Linked DNA regions of Rattus norvegicus: region 2 is linked to region 1. Evidence: chromatin contacts called from public HiChIP or PLAC-seq data. All regions are on one chromosome and are shown on one strand. The core of a region is the stretch at or near the end of the contact, and the rest is flanking DNA. Distances in the headings are between cores, read along the strand shown. Region 1 holds the start of Ccnd2 (cyclin D2). Region 2 has its middle 120 kb from the start of Ccnd2.

What was found. HiChIP or PLAC-seq counts read pairs in DNA pulled down with a chosen protein or histone mark.
Region 2: an H3K27ac HiChIP or PLAC-seq map of oligodendrocytes shows a contact between it and region 1, with 7 times the contacts expected there. The contact joins the enhancer-like site here to the promoter of Ccnd2 in region 1. A contact is called at or near these places in 5 of 12 Hi-C or Micro-C datasets (the Rat2 cell line, Schwann cells, liver and 1 more) and 1 of 1 datasets of contacts at active chromatin or transcription factors (oligodendrocytes).

The regions. Positions count from the first base shown.
Region 1 is chr4:161,673,023-161,677,828 of GRCr8, reverse strand. It overlaps Ccnd2 (cyclin D2), which reads left to right and starts at 2,407. Exons shown (of 5, transcript NM_022267.2): 1 at 2,407-2,598; 2 at 4,265-4,480. The coding sequence starts at 2,407.
Region 2 is chr4:161,793,838-161,798,643 of GRCr8, reverse strand. No RefSeq gene overlaps it. Among named protein-coding and RNA genes, the nearest start is that of Ccnd2, 120 kb to the right of the region's middle. Within about 2 kb of position 2,518, at least 16 of the 93 cell types and tissues checked have an H3K27ac peak or open chromatin away from gene starts, as enhancers often do.

The DNA of each region.
Region 1 (4,806 bases), core at 1,158-3,657:
CTGTTGGGGTAGATGGATACCTCAGTACATTTCTGACGCCCCGTATTTTGCGCTCCTGTGTAGGAGCGGTGTCAGATCTGCTCCTCCGAGGTGGCCTTGGGGAAGTTTTGAGTCATTTCTTTATGAAGTCTTAAAGGGTAAATTCACATATTTGTGCAGGATAACACCAAAACCTCTGTTCGGGAAGCCCATCTTGATTAAAACCAACAGGTGGTGGACAGAGAGCACTAAACAAGCATCCTCTTGGGCGCAGGACTGCTTCGTCTTAAATTTGCAACTTGGGTTTTTCAATGAGTTCCCCCCACCTCCGAAAGCTAATGGCTCCCATTGCAATTAGACATTTTCCTCGCCCGCCCCTTCCCTCCCCTTTCTTTACATGCAGTAGATTGGATACTAATTCCCGCTGCCATTGATAGGGTCCGAGGAGCCCGGGCCCCTGTGCCGGGCTAGCCCGCCCGGGTCCCTGCTCTCCCTCCGCCCTCCCCGGGTTTCCTTTTGATGTAGCGGGGAAGGCGTCCTACTGGAAAAAAAAAAAAAAAAAGTAATCTGCCCGGTAACAATCAGCGCGCAGTAGCAGGAGCCCCAGAGCTATTGGCTATGCAAATAGAGGGAGGGGAGACGGCGCCCCAAACTCTTACTCACCCTTTTAAAGTGATATCCCCTCCTCCCGCCCACCCCTTCCGCCCCACCCTCGTTTAAAGGGGCTGGCTCAGGGCCGCAGTTAATCGCTTGCACCTCGCCTTTATTGCCTCCCCTCCCCGGCCTTTCCGAGAGCCCACGGGTGTTGCTCCCACAGCATGCCAGCGCCCCCCACCCCCAGCCTCCGCTAGCCTTAGGCGTCCCTGTTGGGCCCTGGTTCTTAAGAAAGGAGGGTCTCAGTGGCCCTCTGTGTGCCCAGAGAGGTGCAACTCACGCCATGCTATCTGCACTGCACGTGCCAGCGTGGCCACCATGCGGGGGGCGCTGGGGTCCTCGCCCCTTCCTCCCCAAGTGGAATACAGTTAAAGGCAGGGTGGGAGCAGGAAGGAGGTGAGGAAACGCCAACGTGTCCCCCTCTGTAAACAGTCTTGACCACAGGATGCTTTAAAGCACATGTCAGAGCCGACCCAAAATCCAGGCGGAAAAATGAGGCGCGAACCCCCGCGGGGTCGGGGATTGAAGGGTGCAGGACTCTGGAGTCCCGGGGAGGGGGGTGCGGGGGGGAGGAGGAAGGGTGGCCATGCTGGCGCAAAGAGAGCCAAACCTAAACCCTCCCTCTCCCCCTCCCTGGCCCCTCCCGAGCCATTTCCTAGAAAGCTGTATCAGTGTGGCCACGCTCCGTGCAGACACCTAGGGCGGCTTGTCAGCAGATGCAGGGGCGAGGAAGCGGGCTTTTCCTGCGTGGCCGAGGCCCGCAGAGGAACCGCTGCTAGCCCTGCCCCCCGGCCTGCAGCGGCCCTGAGCGACTGGCCGCGTTGTCCAATGGCGCCCCCAAGAACAGGAAAGTTTCCGCACGAGGGTCATATTCTACCAGGCTTGAGAAGCACCCCTTTCCTCCAACATCCACGCCTTCCTCCTCTTCCTTTCCACGCACGTGGCTCGGGGACCGAAAAACAGCTTGAAAGTTATCAGGAGTCTAAGCCTCAGGGGAATAACCTTTGTCCCTAAGTTTGCGAAGTTGTAATTTTCTCAAATCAGCCTTCCCTTATTCTTCCTTCAGGGGTCTACTTTTACGTTATGGGAGTTCATCCACATGTTAAATCAATCTACCTGAATCTTGAATAGTGGGCTATTTTCCTGATCGTATTGCAAGCCTCCGAAGTTAAGTGCACCCCCCCCATTCCCCCATGGTATGCCTACAGAATGTCAGAAAGGATAGAGAATCAATAGGAATCCGTGGGTTTTGAGGGTTCCCCTATCCGGGGCCCCTAGCATGCGGGGCTGGATACTAGGAGAACTAGGGAGAGGGGTTGGGGGTGGGGAGCGGGGAATCGTGTTTGAAGTTTGGTCAGGCCAGCTGCTGTGCTCCTTAATAACAAGGGGGGGGGGAGAAAAGGGAAAGAGGGAGGGAAAGATTGAAAGGAGGGGAGGGACGCCAGGAGAGGGGAGGAAAGGGGGAGGAGGAACCTGAGAGGGGGAGGAGATCTAACTGCCCTTCCAGCTTGCGTCACTGCCTCAGAGAGAGGAGAGCGAGCTGAAGAGAGCGAAGCAGTTCAGAGGGAAGGATTGGTGCGAGTCAGGCAGCCCTTGAGGCTCTGCTCGCCCACCTTCCACTCTTCTCTCCCTCTCTCCCTCTCTCTTTGCCATTTCTTTCCTCTCCCAAATCTCGCATTCAGCCAAAGGAAGGAGGTAAGGGAAGCACCTCCCACCTCCAAAAAAAATAATAATAAAATTTTACAGTCGGGACCGAGTGGTGACCGGCTAGCTATGGAGCTGCTGTGCTGTGAGGTGGACCCGGTCCGCAGGGCCGTGCCGGACCGCAACCTGCTGGAAGACCGCGTCCTGCAGAACCTGTTGACTATCGAGGAGCGCTACCTCCCGCAGTGTTCCTATTTCAAGTGCGTGCAGAAGGACATCCAGCCGTACATGCGCAGGATGGTGGCTACCTGGATGCTAGAGGTAGGTGTGCGGGCGACAAACTGCGAGAGGACTACCCCTGCGCGGGCCTCCGGGAGCTCGTGCGCGAGGTAGCCCCGCACCCTTGGGCGAGACGCTAATCCTGTCCCTTGCTAGATTAACTAGTGGAGGAAAACGTGGGTGAGGCGAAGATGTCTCCCCCCCACCCCGGGGGTGGCATCCCGCGCGCGTGTGCCTGCATGTGGCTTCTTCGTCTTCCCATCCCCATTTCTGACCTGTGGTGTGGAAGGCTGCCTTCCGTGAGGGTGTTGAGACCTAACAATCCATACAAACATTTAAAGACCCCCCCCCACTTCCAAGGTTGGGGCAAACCGTCCGAGTCTTAGGTCCCCTGCGTGTGGTAAGGACTCCGCGTTGGCACTTTGGCGGGAGGTGGGGGTGGGGGAGAAACAGGGAATTCAGGAGAGCCCCGGAAGTCACACTGGAAAAAAAAAAAAAAACAAACGTGCGTTTAGGGGAATCTGAAAGAACCGCTGCTTTAGCCTCGCTTGCAATCTTTGCCGAGAGAGCAGGGTGCCCACGTATGCACAGCTCTGGACCTGCGGTGGTTTCGCCATGTTGCTTTGCAAACACCAATTACAAGGACTGGCAATATTCGCCGACTCCCCTGCCCCCCCGCACCCCACGATCCTGGGCCATCTCTTTCTGGCCGTGCCCTCTTTCCCAGCCCTCAGTTCACCAAGGTTACTTACAGTTTGGCTGCTTCTTCAGCGCGCAGATTTGGGTGGGGTAGGAAGCGGGGGAGGAGGTGTGTAGAGCGGGCTAGGGGGCACCCCCAAATGAGAAGTCAGAGTCCCGCATGCCTCCTTAAGGGGGTTCCCTGGTTTCGTCTCACCCAACCCCCAGCGGGGCACAGTCTTCCTAGCTACTGCCCTGTGGGCCGCAGCCGAACACTCTGCAAGTTTCCCCACTGTGATCCAGAGCCCCTGGGGTGGAGATACGGACCTTACGGACATCCGAAACCTCTATTCCAGCAGCCTGGAATGTCTCTGGGGTTTTCAGGTCCATAGAACGTTTCTAGACTTTTTCCTCGATTTTTAATAATTTTTTGAAACTGTCCCCCCTGCTCCGACTCCAACTGTGGCGGCTGAGGCGCGCTTCCTCCTCTTCCCTCCCCCTCTCTTCTCCACCCACCCACCAAACAGCGGCCCCTGGGCCGCCGAGACCACCCTGGATATTTTTTTCAATTGTCGGGAATGGTAGAATAGGATCTGGGGATCCGAATGAGACCAAGAAGTAGACTCTCGGAGCTTCCAGAATATTTTTATTGATTTTTTGAAAAGATGACGAAATCCAAAAAAGAGAGTGAGTTAGAATGCTGAGAAGTGAGCCAGAAGGAGCGGCAGGCGGCGGCGGCTCTGGGCTTTGCCTTGGGGTTTGTGGAGGCTTTAGTTCATCACCTTTCTCAGCCTTGTCAGAATACCCGAGCCCCAAAGGCTCTTCGGATTTACCCCAGAGTTCTCACCTTTATTCTTACTATCCTTTCTACTCTTCCCCCTCCCCCTACACACACACACACACACACACACACACACACACACAAATGCTTTTTGTTACTACGGGTTATGCCTTCCCCCCCCCCTTTCCCTCTGTTTCTGATACTATTTTTTTCACTGTCCTCTCGGACCCTATCCCACTCTGATTGTAGGTCTGTGAGGAACAGAAGTGTGAAGAAGAGGTCTTTCCTCTGGCCATGAATTACCTGGACCGTTTCTTGGCTGGAGTCCCGACTCCTAAGACCCATCTCCAGCTCCTGGGCGCTGTGTGCATGTTCCTAGCTTCCAAGCTGAAAGAGACCATCCCGCTGACTGCCGAAAAGCTGTGTATTTACACCGACAATTCTGTGAAACCCCAGGAGCTGCTGGTAATGCTGCCCTCCCTGCTCCTGACTCTGCCTTCCCCCATCATGCTCGGACCTTCACGCTACCCAACACTGTCTCCTTTAGTAGGAGAGAGCTAATCTTCCCCTGTCTGGGAAGTGAGCAAAGCTCTCAGTACCTCGTGGAAATTTGCGAGTGTGAAATTCTATTGTGAGTGAGTGGGGATTTGGGTAGAAAATTTTAGTTGATGTTTTAATTAAGGTCCAGATTTCCAATGAACCCTGAGAACGCAGTCTGGTTTCTCACATGCTCATTGCAATGTGTTTCCCAAGAGCCTGGGGGTCTCTCAGGTCTGTCTTATAGACCAATA
Region 2 (4,806 bases), core at 1,269-3,768, 120 kb before region 1:
TAAGACCAGCCTGCCCTACAAAGGGTGACCCTGAAAAGGAAGGAAAGGAGGAAGGGAGGTAGAATGGAAGAAAAGAAAGGAGGGGGGTGGAGGAATGAAGAAAGAAAAGGAGAGAAGGGAAAGGGGGGGGGGGGACAAGTCCACCAACCTCTCCTGAGCTCCTCCCTCCAGCAGTGGTTTCTGCTCCTAGCCTCTCTGTACTGAAGGTGGGCCCAGGGACAAAGGTGGCTCCAGCAGCCACAAACTCTTAGAAGCCAGTACCATGTTCGCCGCTCCTTTGCTATGAGTAGCATGATCAAGCAAAGCTCCTGATAGATATTTCCAAGTCCATTCACAGAAAGGCAGTGCCCCAGCTCTCTGCCTTGGATCCAGCCTTTGGGAAGACTCCTGGTCTGTAAGTAGGGAAGCATCCTGAAGGTCTTCTCAGCCATGCCCCTGCCTCCTGGTCCAAGCACTGTCAGGCACAAGTATATAGGAGTATCTATGTGAGGGCCAAGGAATCTGCATAAGAAATGAAGCATTCAGGAGGGGACAAGAACCTGGTGTCCCCTTCATTGTCCACTACGAGGGGCTACAGAAGAGAAGGCAGGGAATGGAGAAAACCCTCATGCTGCCCCAGTGTCTTTGCACCTTTCTTACTTTGCTGGTCCTCAGTCTTCTACTTTTTAAAGGGATGATCATAAAACACTCCCCAGCAGAGTTACTGCAAACATTAAATGACCCAAAGCAAGATATTCCATTTCTAAGGCAGAGCAATGTTAGATGAATTCTAGACATTCCTAGACTCTCGTGTGTTACAACCAGGAGGCAGGGGCATGGCTGAGAAGACCTTCAGAATGTTCCCTTCTTCTAGACCAAGAGTCTTCCCAAAGACTGGATCCAGTCTTTCTTTGTTTCCAAGTCAAAGGTCATGTCTGCCTCGCCTGTTCACTGTCTTCCTCCTGTGACGATGGTCATTTTGACAGACTCTGAAATCCCAGAGGAAGCAAGCCTCTAGGCACACCTGTGAGGGATGACATAGATTAGGCGAGCCTCTTCGCCTGACTGTGAGGCATGTTCTTCATCAAGTTGAGGTGGGAAGTTGAGGGTGGGTGTCAACCATTCCCTGGTCTGGGTCCTGGGCTGAATAAAAAGGAGACATCAAGCCAAACACAGCATTCATCCACCTGGCTTTCTGTTCTCTGACTTTGGGGGTGTGATGTGATCACTTGGCCCAAGTTTCCCACTTCCCCGCCCTGATGGATTGGTTGTACACTGCAACCAATCCTTCCTTCCTTAAATTGCTTTTGTCAGGGCATTTTGTCATAGCAGCAGAAAGGTAACCAACACGCCCCCTTCTGGCCATGCATCTATAACACCCACCACTGCTGAAAGCCATCATTCTCTCTCAATATTGGCAACCGCTCTGCTGGTGGCCAGCATCGCTCTGCCTTAGAAACCGAGTCTTTACTCGAAGAGCTTGAAGGAGCTCGATACCCCTTATGAACAACAATGCCAATCAACCAGAGCTTCCAGGGACTAAGCCACTACCTAAAGACTATACATGGACTGACCCTGGACTCTGACCTCATAGGTAGCAACGAATATTCTAGTAAGATCACCAGTGGTAGGGGAAGCCCTTGGTCCTGCTAAGACTGAACCCCCAGTGAACGTGATTGTTGGGGGAGGGCAGTAATGGGGGGAGGGTGGGGAGGGGAACACCCATAAAGAAGGGGAGGGGGAGGGATTAGGGGGATGTTTGCTTGGAAACCGGGAAAGGGAATAACACTCGAAATGTAAATAAGAAACACTCAAGTTAATAAAAAAAAAAAAAAGAAAAAGAAACCGAGTCTTTTTCTTTGGGTCATTTAGTGTTTGTAGTAACTCTGCTGGGGGAGTGTTTTGTGATCGTCCCTTCAAAAAATAGAAGACTGAGGACCCGCAAAATAAGACAAGGCCCTCCAGGCGGCTTTCCCACTGCATGGACATACAGGCAACCCTTGCAATAAATCCTCAGGGAGATTTCCAGGGACCCAAGTGCCCATAGCTACCTGCTTTTTGTGCAGCTCCCAGCTGATGAAAAAGAGGGGTACACCGGCAGGCCACAACACAGTGAACTGCCCCAGTGCCCCACGGGATGGGCCGGGAGGTGTCCCATTCAGAATGTTAGCTGTCATTTCCCCTGGCTTAATTGCAAGGCAGGCATGAAGGGACCCAGAGAGTCAGCGCCCTTCACAGTTGCCTGCAGAAGCGTTTCCTCCAGGAGCATGCTGGAATTTCTGAGCTTCCCCAGAGATGAGCAAAGTCCTGGGGAAAGTGGGGGGGGAGGGGGGCGGTGCGGGGAGGGACCGTCCAGGGGCGTCCAGCGGCCAGTGCCCCTCAGGTCGGTATTCCGGAAACATCCCGGTCACTTTGGATTCGGCAGCTCAGGAAGGAAGGTTCTTGTTAGCGCCCAGTTTCCTGTGGGCAGGAGGATGATCTCAAACAGCTCCCAGCGCCTGGGCCGGCAGCCAGCTGTCTTGGATGGTCAGAAGGTGAAATTTGAATGCTGGTGAATGGGAGAGCGGAAGTTCAGCAAGACTGAGCTGAGCCCATTCATGAAAAAGATCTACTCTCACTTCCTTATTGCCAGGAGTCGTGTGTGTGTGTGTGTGTGTGTGTGTGTGTGTGTGTGTGTGTGTGTGTGTGTGTGTGTGCTGTCCGCTCATGGGAGAGCGAACAACTACTTTCTGTCTCATCTCTTCCCAGACTCCCACTCTTCCTTTTTTTTTCTCCTGTCTCAAAATACGAAGCTTATCCTCAGGAAACTGCCAAAAAATGTGTAGCTGGTCTGTGGTTTGCCAAAAAAACGAAAAAAAAAAAAAAAAGATAGATTCATGCAAAAAGCAGCATCCCACTTCCTCAAGCCTGCAAGCTCTCTTTTAGCTGAGTCTCTGTCTGTCTCTCTGTCTCTCCTCTCTCTGTCTCTCTGTCTCTGTCTCTGTCTCTCTCTCTCCTAGCAGCCCTCTATTCCAGCCCCTCCGGCTTGGGGTGGTAAAATTAGCCCCTAGGAGCTGCTCAGCTGTGAAGGAGGTAGAGGTTTGACCCAATGGAACCATCTGACGCTAAACATAGGCCTTCCCCTGGGTAAAAGTTCATGACCCTGCAGGGCTCTGGGAAGCCCAACACAAACAGCCAAGCACCTGCTCAGCTGCACTCGCTCCCAGAGTCACTGCAGCCATTTGGATGAGGACAGGAGCATGATTTATCCAAAGTCCTCGAAAGGGTTCACGGGAGAGAGCAGGGGATGTGAAACTCCCAGACACCCCAATATTTGTCTCTTGGATCTCAGTCAAGAAATGCTTAGTGAACGTCCATGACCTCACAGCAGCTTTGAAGGTGGTGCACCTGCCACCACAGCCAAGGGCCCTTGCTGGGCACAGCAGGTGGCAGGGCACTGAGGTACTTTCCCCACCTATAGGCCACGTCCCTTATTGACGCCCCAGAAAACCTCAGTCTTTGCTGATCCTGCGTCTTTATGACAATTCTTACTCATGACGGCCTCTCAGGGAGTGTGGGAAGGGCTTTGATGAGTACTAATAACTTCGGCCCACTGATGATCCGATGGCCTTCTGATGTCAGGAATTTCTAGAGTGCTATCTGTTGTGCTGCTCAAGACAACTTCAAGCGCTATTTTGGAGATCTGGGGCAATGGCTCAGCAGGTGATGCTTCTTGCACAAGCATGAGGATCCATGTTCCCATCCCAGCACCCAACACAGAAATGGGGTGACCCCGATGTTAGAGGGTGGGGTAGAGACAGGTGGATCCTGAGGCTTGGTGACCAGCCAGTGCAGATGAACCAGTGAGCTTCAGGCTCAGTGACAGAAACTGTCTCGAACAATAAGGAGGAGAAACTATTTATTCCTGACAAGCTACTTCAGATCTCGGGTTTCCGTACATGGATTGGATGGACATGTATGTGCGTGCACAGGTAGACAGACAGACAGACAGACAGAGGGGCAACGAGGAGAGTTATATTTATGTTTTTCCATCCAGGGTTATTCTTCATCAGGTTGAACAGAAGCGGGGAGGTGGCACCATCCCTCAAGTTCCCTGCCAAGAGGTTCCTCCAGAAAATAGGCCACCTCACCTTAATGGCCCTGGTTTTCCTTGACTGGAAATTGCTTTGGCCGTGCAATACACATCCATCAGGATGTCTTATGATTTCAGGAGAGCATCAAACCCTAAGTGAAGAGCCATGGGCTTCCAGTAAGGAATCTCCCCTGCCTTCGCTTCCTCCCTCTCCCATCCCCCACATCCCCAAGGTGCCCACCAACAATGAAAAAGAGGAAACATCTGGTGGCCAGGCTTCGGCTCCCTCACCCTAGTGCCAGGGGAGCTTGTGGGAAGAGATGGCAAGAGATGGAAGGTCTTGCAACCTCAAAATAAACCAACGGTCCAGCTACTGTCCTTCCTACCCCCACATTAGCTTTCGATAGAAACAACCCCACCCAGCCACCACATAGCAGGCAGGCGGCTACTGTCTGTTTCAGAACCCAAGAGATCCTGACAGGTGGGGTTCCAGGATGTCTCTATTAAGATGACAGTATTGATGGTCACAGGGCCAGAGTGGAATGACACTGTCAAAAGAGCACTCCTCCCCCATCTACCAATCATTTTTATCTGTCTCTGACAAATGCTTGCACAAATCACTCTATTTAATCATTATAATAGGCCCTGCCTCGAAGCAGAGTTTATCCACTTTGGACACACAGAGAGGGTAAGCACCTTAACCCAGACAATAGCACTTCTCAGTGACAGAAGTCAGAGTTAAGCCCACCTGACTC